Linked DNA regions of Mus musculus: region 2 is linked to region 1. Evidence: chromatin contacts called from public Hi-C data. All regions are on one chromosome and are shown on one strand. Each heading gives the region's core, a stretch centred on a gene start, on an enhancer-like site or on the middle of the called end of the contact. The rest is flanking DNA. Distances are from core to core; before and after follow the strand shown.

Region 1 (2,950 bases), core at 92-2,591:
TGACACACAAAACCAGCCAGTACAGCCTCTTAGAACTCTTTCTCATAGTAGCATCTTGACACCACACTCCTGCCATGTTGCCTGCAGAACCTCTCCCAACCATCATTACCACCTACGATGCAGACAGCCTCTTAGGAAGCCTTCTGGGACTGAGCCTCCTCCAGCTCCTCAGCACCTGGGGGTAATCCCAGCTTAGCCGACTCTCAGCCGGTCTCAGTAAAGGGCCTAGAAAGTGAGACTGGGCTAAGTGCATCTCTGGGTTCTTCCCAGGATCAGACTCAGAATGCCATGTAGCTGGGTGAGGGTCTCAAAATCTTATCCCCAGCAGAGCTGAGAGCTCAGAAGGGCTGGTCTTAGTCTACTGCTTGCTCCTTTGGGTGCATCGGTCTGAGACTTGGCCACATGGCCCCTCCGCACAGTGGATAGAGCAGTTGCAGAGTCCTCTCTGAGGTCCTGTGGGCAGGCCTTCCTGACGGATGCAGGAGGCAGCCCTGGTCCCAGACCTTCCTCAAGTCATGCCTAGCTGGGCCATATCTAGAAGCAGAGATCCAAATTAGCAAGTGAACAGAGAGGTTCTTCATCTTCTTCCACCCTTCATCCAAACAGCCTGTGTCTTGCCCAGCCACTCCACTCTGGACCTTATTCCAGCTGCCATAAACTGCCAACCAAAATACAGCACAGCAGAAATAGCAGTGTACCCTGGAGAACTGGCAGAAAGGCAGACGGGGCCTGGGTGACAGGAGTGAAGGGCTGACTCATTCCTAGATGAGAGAGACGCTTTGAGGCCCGGTGAGGGGAATCTCGGCATCCACCATCACTGGCCGCTTTCATGCACTTCCTGGGCTGGGATGTCTTGGTTAGTGTCCAGCTTAAAAGCCCTCTGCCAGCTGCCAGCCTCTGAGTTGGGGCCAGTTTTGACTTGTTCCTGTTTTTTTTTCGAAAAACAGGAGCTGAGCTATGCTGGTTCCCAGCATGGATGCCACTAGCAAAGGAGCCACACTGTGTGCACCCAAATCCTTCATTTTAACATCCCATCTCCCACATCAGGGAGTGGAGGTTCGGGCTAGACCCTATGTGATTTTAGAGATAAGTGCAGGCTTGTGGGGCTGTGTGGGCTGGGAGCTGGCCATTCGTATAAACTTCAATGCACCCACAGACCCACAGACTAGACCCTCAGCTCCTGCCTCACACACAACTCCCTGCGGGACCCCTCACCCTACTCTCTGCTAGGGCCTGATTCTAGATACCCTGCCAGCATTTTCCCCTGCCCTGGCCCAACCCTCCAGAGTGCGGTTACCCTGGCAACCTCCAGCTGCTGCTTTCTGGGGGAGAGGTCAGAGCTGCTACACAGCTGGATTCTGAGAATGGGAAAGGGAGGGGTTGCCTGGGTGGAACCAGTCCCGGGGACAGGACGTGAAATCAGATCCTCAGCCCTGTGGTTTCTCACTGGCTAGTTGGCTTATAGATATTTTTGTTCATGGCTGAGGGAGACAGAACCCATAAGGGGCCCAAGGCAAGCTATGGATCTGTCACCTAGTGAAGATTCCAGGCTGGCCAGCCAGGCACTGGCCAGCAGGAAAGTCTTTCCCAGCAGCTCAGGGCTAGCTAGGGAACTAATTTCCCCTGACTGCTATATCAACATTAAGCCTCTTGTTTAAATATTAAATCGGACCGCCCTCCCTCTGACTGCCTAAACAGAGGCCAAGGGTTGATGAGCACCGAGGGCCCCGTTCCTGGAAGTCTGCTTTCTTGCTGGACATCTTACAAATCTCTGCTTAGGCCCAGTTGGGCGCTAGGCATGCTGGGAATTTTGTGAGGGTGGAGGTCTGGAGTGGGCAACAATGATTCAAGTGTGATCTCTCCGGGAGCAGGGTGGCAGAGGGAGCGAGCAGGAGCTACTTAGGGTCTCTTGCTGTGATAAACACCATGACCAAAAGTGACCTGGGGAGGACAGGGTCTATTTCATCTTTCAGTTTGTAGTCCATCATCCAGAGAAGTCAGGGCAAGAATTCAAACAAGGCAGGAACCACCTGGAGGCAAGAACTGATGCAGAGGCCATGGAAAGTGTGATGCTTACTGGCTTGCTCCTCATGGCTAGCTCGACATGCTCTCTTATGGAACCAGTGACCGCCTGCCCAGGGATGGCCCCACCCCTAACAGGCTGAGCCCTTTAATAGCATTAATTAAGAAAATACACCCAGGCTGGCTCACAGGCCAATCTGGTAGAGGCATTTTCTCAATTGAAGGGTTTTTTTCTTCCAAAATGATGTTCCTTTTGTGTTCAGTTATCATAAAGCCAGCCAGCATAAAGCACTTCAGTAGAGCCTGGGCAGGAGAAAGCCATTTGGTGGTGACAGTGAAGTAAAGACCAGAAGCCGTTCCTGATGTCCTTGTGTGTGTGTGTGTGTGTGTGTGTGTGTGTGTTGTTTTTTGAGACAGGGTTTCTCTGTATAGCTCTGACTGTGCTGGAACTCTGTAGACCAGGCTGGCCTCGAACTCAGAAATCCGCCTGCCTCTGCCTCCCGAGTGCTGGGATTAAAGGCATGCGCCACCACGCCCGGCCTGATGTCCTTAATTCACCAACAAAACACAAACTCCATCAGCTTCCAACACCCAAAGAGAAGTAAGCGAGACCCCAGAGGCATCCAGCTGCCACTGCACCAGATGAGAATCTAATGTACATCCGTGACAGATTGGGGACAGTATTCAGGAAGCTGCAGTAACAAAAAGCCCAGTGGTTTGAGAAAGACCATGTCTGCCTCACACAGTCCAGAGCCAGCTATGTCTCAGCCCTCCCTGGGCTGTGGTTTGTAGAGGACTCAGCTATGACCACTTTCCAGTCAACCAAAAAGGTGACACTAGAGTCCAAGGCAGATATCTAAAAGAAAAAAAAAAAGATTTATTTATTTATCTATTTGTTTATTATGTATGCAACATTCTGCCTGCATGT
Region 2 (3,441 bases), core at 744-3,243, 260 kb before region 1:
CTCTCTCTCTCTCTCTCTCTCTGTCTTTCTGTCTGTCTGTCTATCTATCTACCTACCTATCTATCTATCTATCTATTTTGGTTTTTCAAGACAGGGTTTCTCTGTATAGCCCTGGCTGAACTGGAACTCACTCTGTAGACCAGGCTGGCCTTGAACTCAAAGATCCACCTGCCTCTGCCTCCCGAGTGCTGGGATGAAAGGCGTGCGCCCCCACTGCCTAGCCATGATGCAACTCCTTAAAATGTGTTCATATTCATTCAACGTTGCATTTTTAAAAGGGTTAAACAACCATGATGTGTTTCAAAAAGATGAAATGTCATGTGTTTCCTGGAGTCACTTTGTTTCGTTCCCTCTGGCGTTGTCAGAGCAGACAGGCGTTTATCTTTACAAGGCCCCTGCTGCTGTGCTCCTGGGGACCAGTGTCTGTCACTTTGGTTTGGAGATGAGGCTGGTCCAGTGAAGCAGGTACAGATCCCAAGGGGAGGTTGCTGTGACTCAGGCTTTGTAGGCACTGCTGGCTGGCAGCCTGCAGCAGTTCACAAGGAACTCCCTGGACACCAGGGGCTCAGAAAAGTATGTGGGGACCAGCTGCCACCTACATAAGCCCTGCTTGAAAATGGGGAAGTGTTTGTTTTGTTTTTTAAGTCTTTCGAGACAGGGTTTCTCTATGTAGCCATGGCTATCCTGGAACTTGCTGTGTAGACCAAGCTGATCTGCTGGGATTAAAGGTATGCACCACCACCACCCAGCACAAGTGGGATTCTCTGACAGTCACACCTGACACCACCCTAGCCCTAGCCCCATCCCCAGCCGCCCTAGCTCTAGCCCCAGCCGCCCTAGCTCTAGCCCCAGCCCCAGCCTCCCTAGCCCTAGCCCCAGCCCCAGCCCCAGCTGCCCTAGCCCCAGCCCTGTCCCCTGTGTCTAGCTGTGCAGGACAAGAGTAGATTTCACCTTATGTGAATCCTTGTCTCCATACCCAATATGCATGCTTTTATCATGTCGCTGCTAGTAAAGGAAAGGTCCTCCTGGTGTGCCTGGTGCCGTGTCAGAGGAGAGGCACAGTCATGCAGCGGGTTCAATCAGGATCTGCAAAGGCTGCAGTTGGGGCAGGCAATTTTCCTGTGTGACTTTCCAGTTAGGCAGGACACTGTACCGTGGGCCACTTAGGTGCTGTGTGTTGGTGACTGGACACAGACCTGTGCTTATTAGCTGTGATCTGGGTGGTCCCATTGGCTCACAGGACTTTGGTTTCTTACAGTATAAAATTAGAGATTCTGGTGTGGTGACTGTTGGGTCCCAAAGAAACTCAGGACAAATGACTAACTGTGGTTCCTGTTAGCACACCAAAGCACACACACCGGGTGGTCAGGCTCACTTAATACCTGTGGCTCCTCTCAGCTCTTCTCACCCAACCCCTACCCTAAACCTCTCCAACCCAGGGGCTTCACTCCACCCCCACCCCCTCCCCCACTCCCTCCCAGCTTCTCTTTCCTATATAACCCTGCCATTAAGCCAAACACTGTCCTTGTCCTCTTGGTCCCCCGCCCCCAACAAACACACGCATCTCTCCTCTTCCTCTCTCAGTTGTCCCCCGCCCCTCGTGGCCCCGTTCAGTCTACCGGCCAAGTTCAGTCCACTACTTTCTCTCCTTGCTCTGGACTCTCTCTCCCTCTGGCTGTGCTCACCCCTTCTCATCAACCACATCTCGGAATGGCCATGTCCTCATTTGCATTCGGTGACATGTGGCTGGAATTCCACGGTTAGGAGGTTAGGGCAGGATAATTGGCATGTGTTCAAAGTCAGCCTGAGCTACACAAGGTCAAGGCCAACCTGAGCTACATGGCTAGACCCCGTCTCAGACTCCCAACTGCAGAATGGGGGTTAGCTGTATTTTCCTCAGAAGGAACAAGGGGCACACGCAGGCTATAACTGGTTCATGTCACTCATTCCTGTGGTTTGGCTCCAATGTGCCCTGCTCCTGAGACAGTGAGTTGCATGGCTCATGGCCCCACCTCTGCCCTACCCGTGAATGGGTAGATGACGCCCACTAAGCTTTGGCAGTTCTAGACCTATGTGGTCCTTACAGTCTGGAGGTCTGGAAGAGGGGGAGGTCCCGGGTCATGCAGGCTGACCCGTGGAAGGATGGAGGATGCTCCACCATTTTGAATAAGCAATAGGTGATTTGTTGGTGACTCGGTGGCTAGTGTGTGTGAGACCGTGCTGAATAGATATGTGTAAGAGGCAAACTGTTGTGGTGATATATTCTCCGGCAGATGTTTCCTCTGCAAACTTCCAGAACACACGCCAGGAGGAAGCCCATGGTGTCAGAACAGGTCATGAGGAACCATTAGCTGGGAAACAGTACTGCTTACTGTCCAGCCCAGGGCTCAAGTGCTCACCCTCTTTGGGACTGTCCCGGATGACAGTCTGTTACTTTCCCCTTATAATGGGTGGGTCCCAAGATCTGGATGAGTGTCTGATTATTTGCATGACTTCTGACATTTGTGAACTATTCCAGGATTAATCTACTGTCTACCTGCTTCCCCATCAGCAAGGTGCTTGAGCTGTGGCCCCTAGACCCTGAGATAGCCCCCTCACTCTGCCTCCCTCCTCTGGTACCTGAGTCTCTGTAACCATTTGTCTTGGGACTACACGGGTCTAACAGGCTTTTTCTACAACGTGACTCTGCCACAGTCCTGTTCTTGGGCCAGTCCTTGGCTTGGCGCTCTGGTCTAGGCTCCTGCCTGGCTGGTTCCCTGCACGGTGTCGGCAACCTCAGACTCACCCACCTCTTCTGTGCCTGGGCTGTGGGCCGTCCTTCCCCCAATAAACCAGCACGCTGTCTCTGGACGATACATTTGCCTCCGTGTCAGGCCATGGGGTGGGGGTGGGGCATTAAGCTGGTCTTCTGCAGAGCAGGAATGTCCTGCCATAGGGACCCTGGCCCAGCACCTAGGTGTTCCTTGTGGTACTTAACATGAGCTGTGTCAACCAAGTGCTCTGGGACCTCTCAGGATCTGCTGTGAGGTGACAGAGCCCCAGTTTTCCCATTTCTCTCTTGGGAACCTTTCCCTGTGGGAAAAATACTTTTTTGTTTTGTTTTGTTTTTTGTATGAGTCTTCCTAGCCTCAAATGTATCTACAATGCTTTGAAGTTAAAAACAGCATTCGCCCAGGTCACATTCTATTTTATGGAATAAAGTGTTTTCTAACTTCGGTGGTTTGAATATGCTTGGCCCATGAGATGTGGCACTATTAGGAGGTGTGGCCTTGCTGGAATAGGTGTGGTCTCCTAGGAAGAATTGTCTCACTATGTAGCTGGGCTGAGAGTTCCTAGTGCTCAAGTCCTGCCCTGTGCAGAAGAGTCAGTCTCCTGGATGCCTTCAGGTCGAAATGTGCAACTCTCAGCTCCTCCTCCATCACCATGTCTGCCTGGATGCGG

What was found. A called contact is a pair of places that touch in the nucleus more often than the background predicts.
Region 2: a Hi-C map of embryonic fibroblasts shows a contact between it and region 1, with 2.3 times the contacts expected there. The contact joins two enhancer-like sites. A contact is called at or near these places in 1 of 15 datasets of contacts at CTCF or cohesin (the NIH/3T3 cell line), 11 of 484 Hi-C or Micro-C datasets (the G1E-ER4 cell line, the MNK3 cell line, the N1E-115 cell line and 7 more), 7 of 115 datasets of contacts at active chromatin or transcription factors (craniofacial prominence, embryonic hindbrain, embryonic stem cells and 3 more) and 1 of 9 other capture datasets (embryonic stem cells).

What each region holds. Positions count from the first base shown.
Region 1 is chr15:83,222,147-83,225,096 of GRCm38.p6, reverse strand. No RefSeq gene overlaps it. Among named protein-coding and RNA genes, the nearest start is that of A4galt, 28 kb to the left of the region's middle. Within about 2 kb of position 1,341, at least 213 of the 459 cell types and tissues checked have an H3K27ac peak or open chromatin away from gene starts, as enhancers often do. A contact at or near this core is called in the NIH/3T3 cell line, bone marrow-derived macrophages, embryonic fibroblasts and 1 more, where this site is marked.
Region 2 is chr15:83,479,948-83,483,388 of GRCm38.p6, reverse strand. It overlaps a transcript of Ttll1 not described here. Among named protein-coding and RNA genes, the nearest start is that of Gm52181, 3.6 kb to the right of the region's middle. Within about 2 kb of position 1,993, at least 51 of the 459 cell types and tissues checked have an H3K27ac peak or open chromatin away from gene starts, as enhancers often do. A contact at or near this core is called in the NIH/3T3 cell line, bone marrow-derived macrophages, embryonic fibroblasts and 1 more, where this site is marked.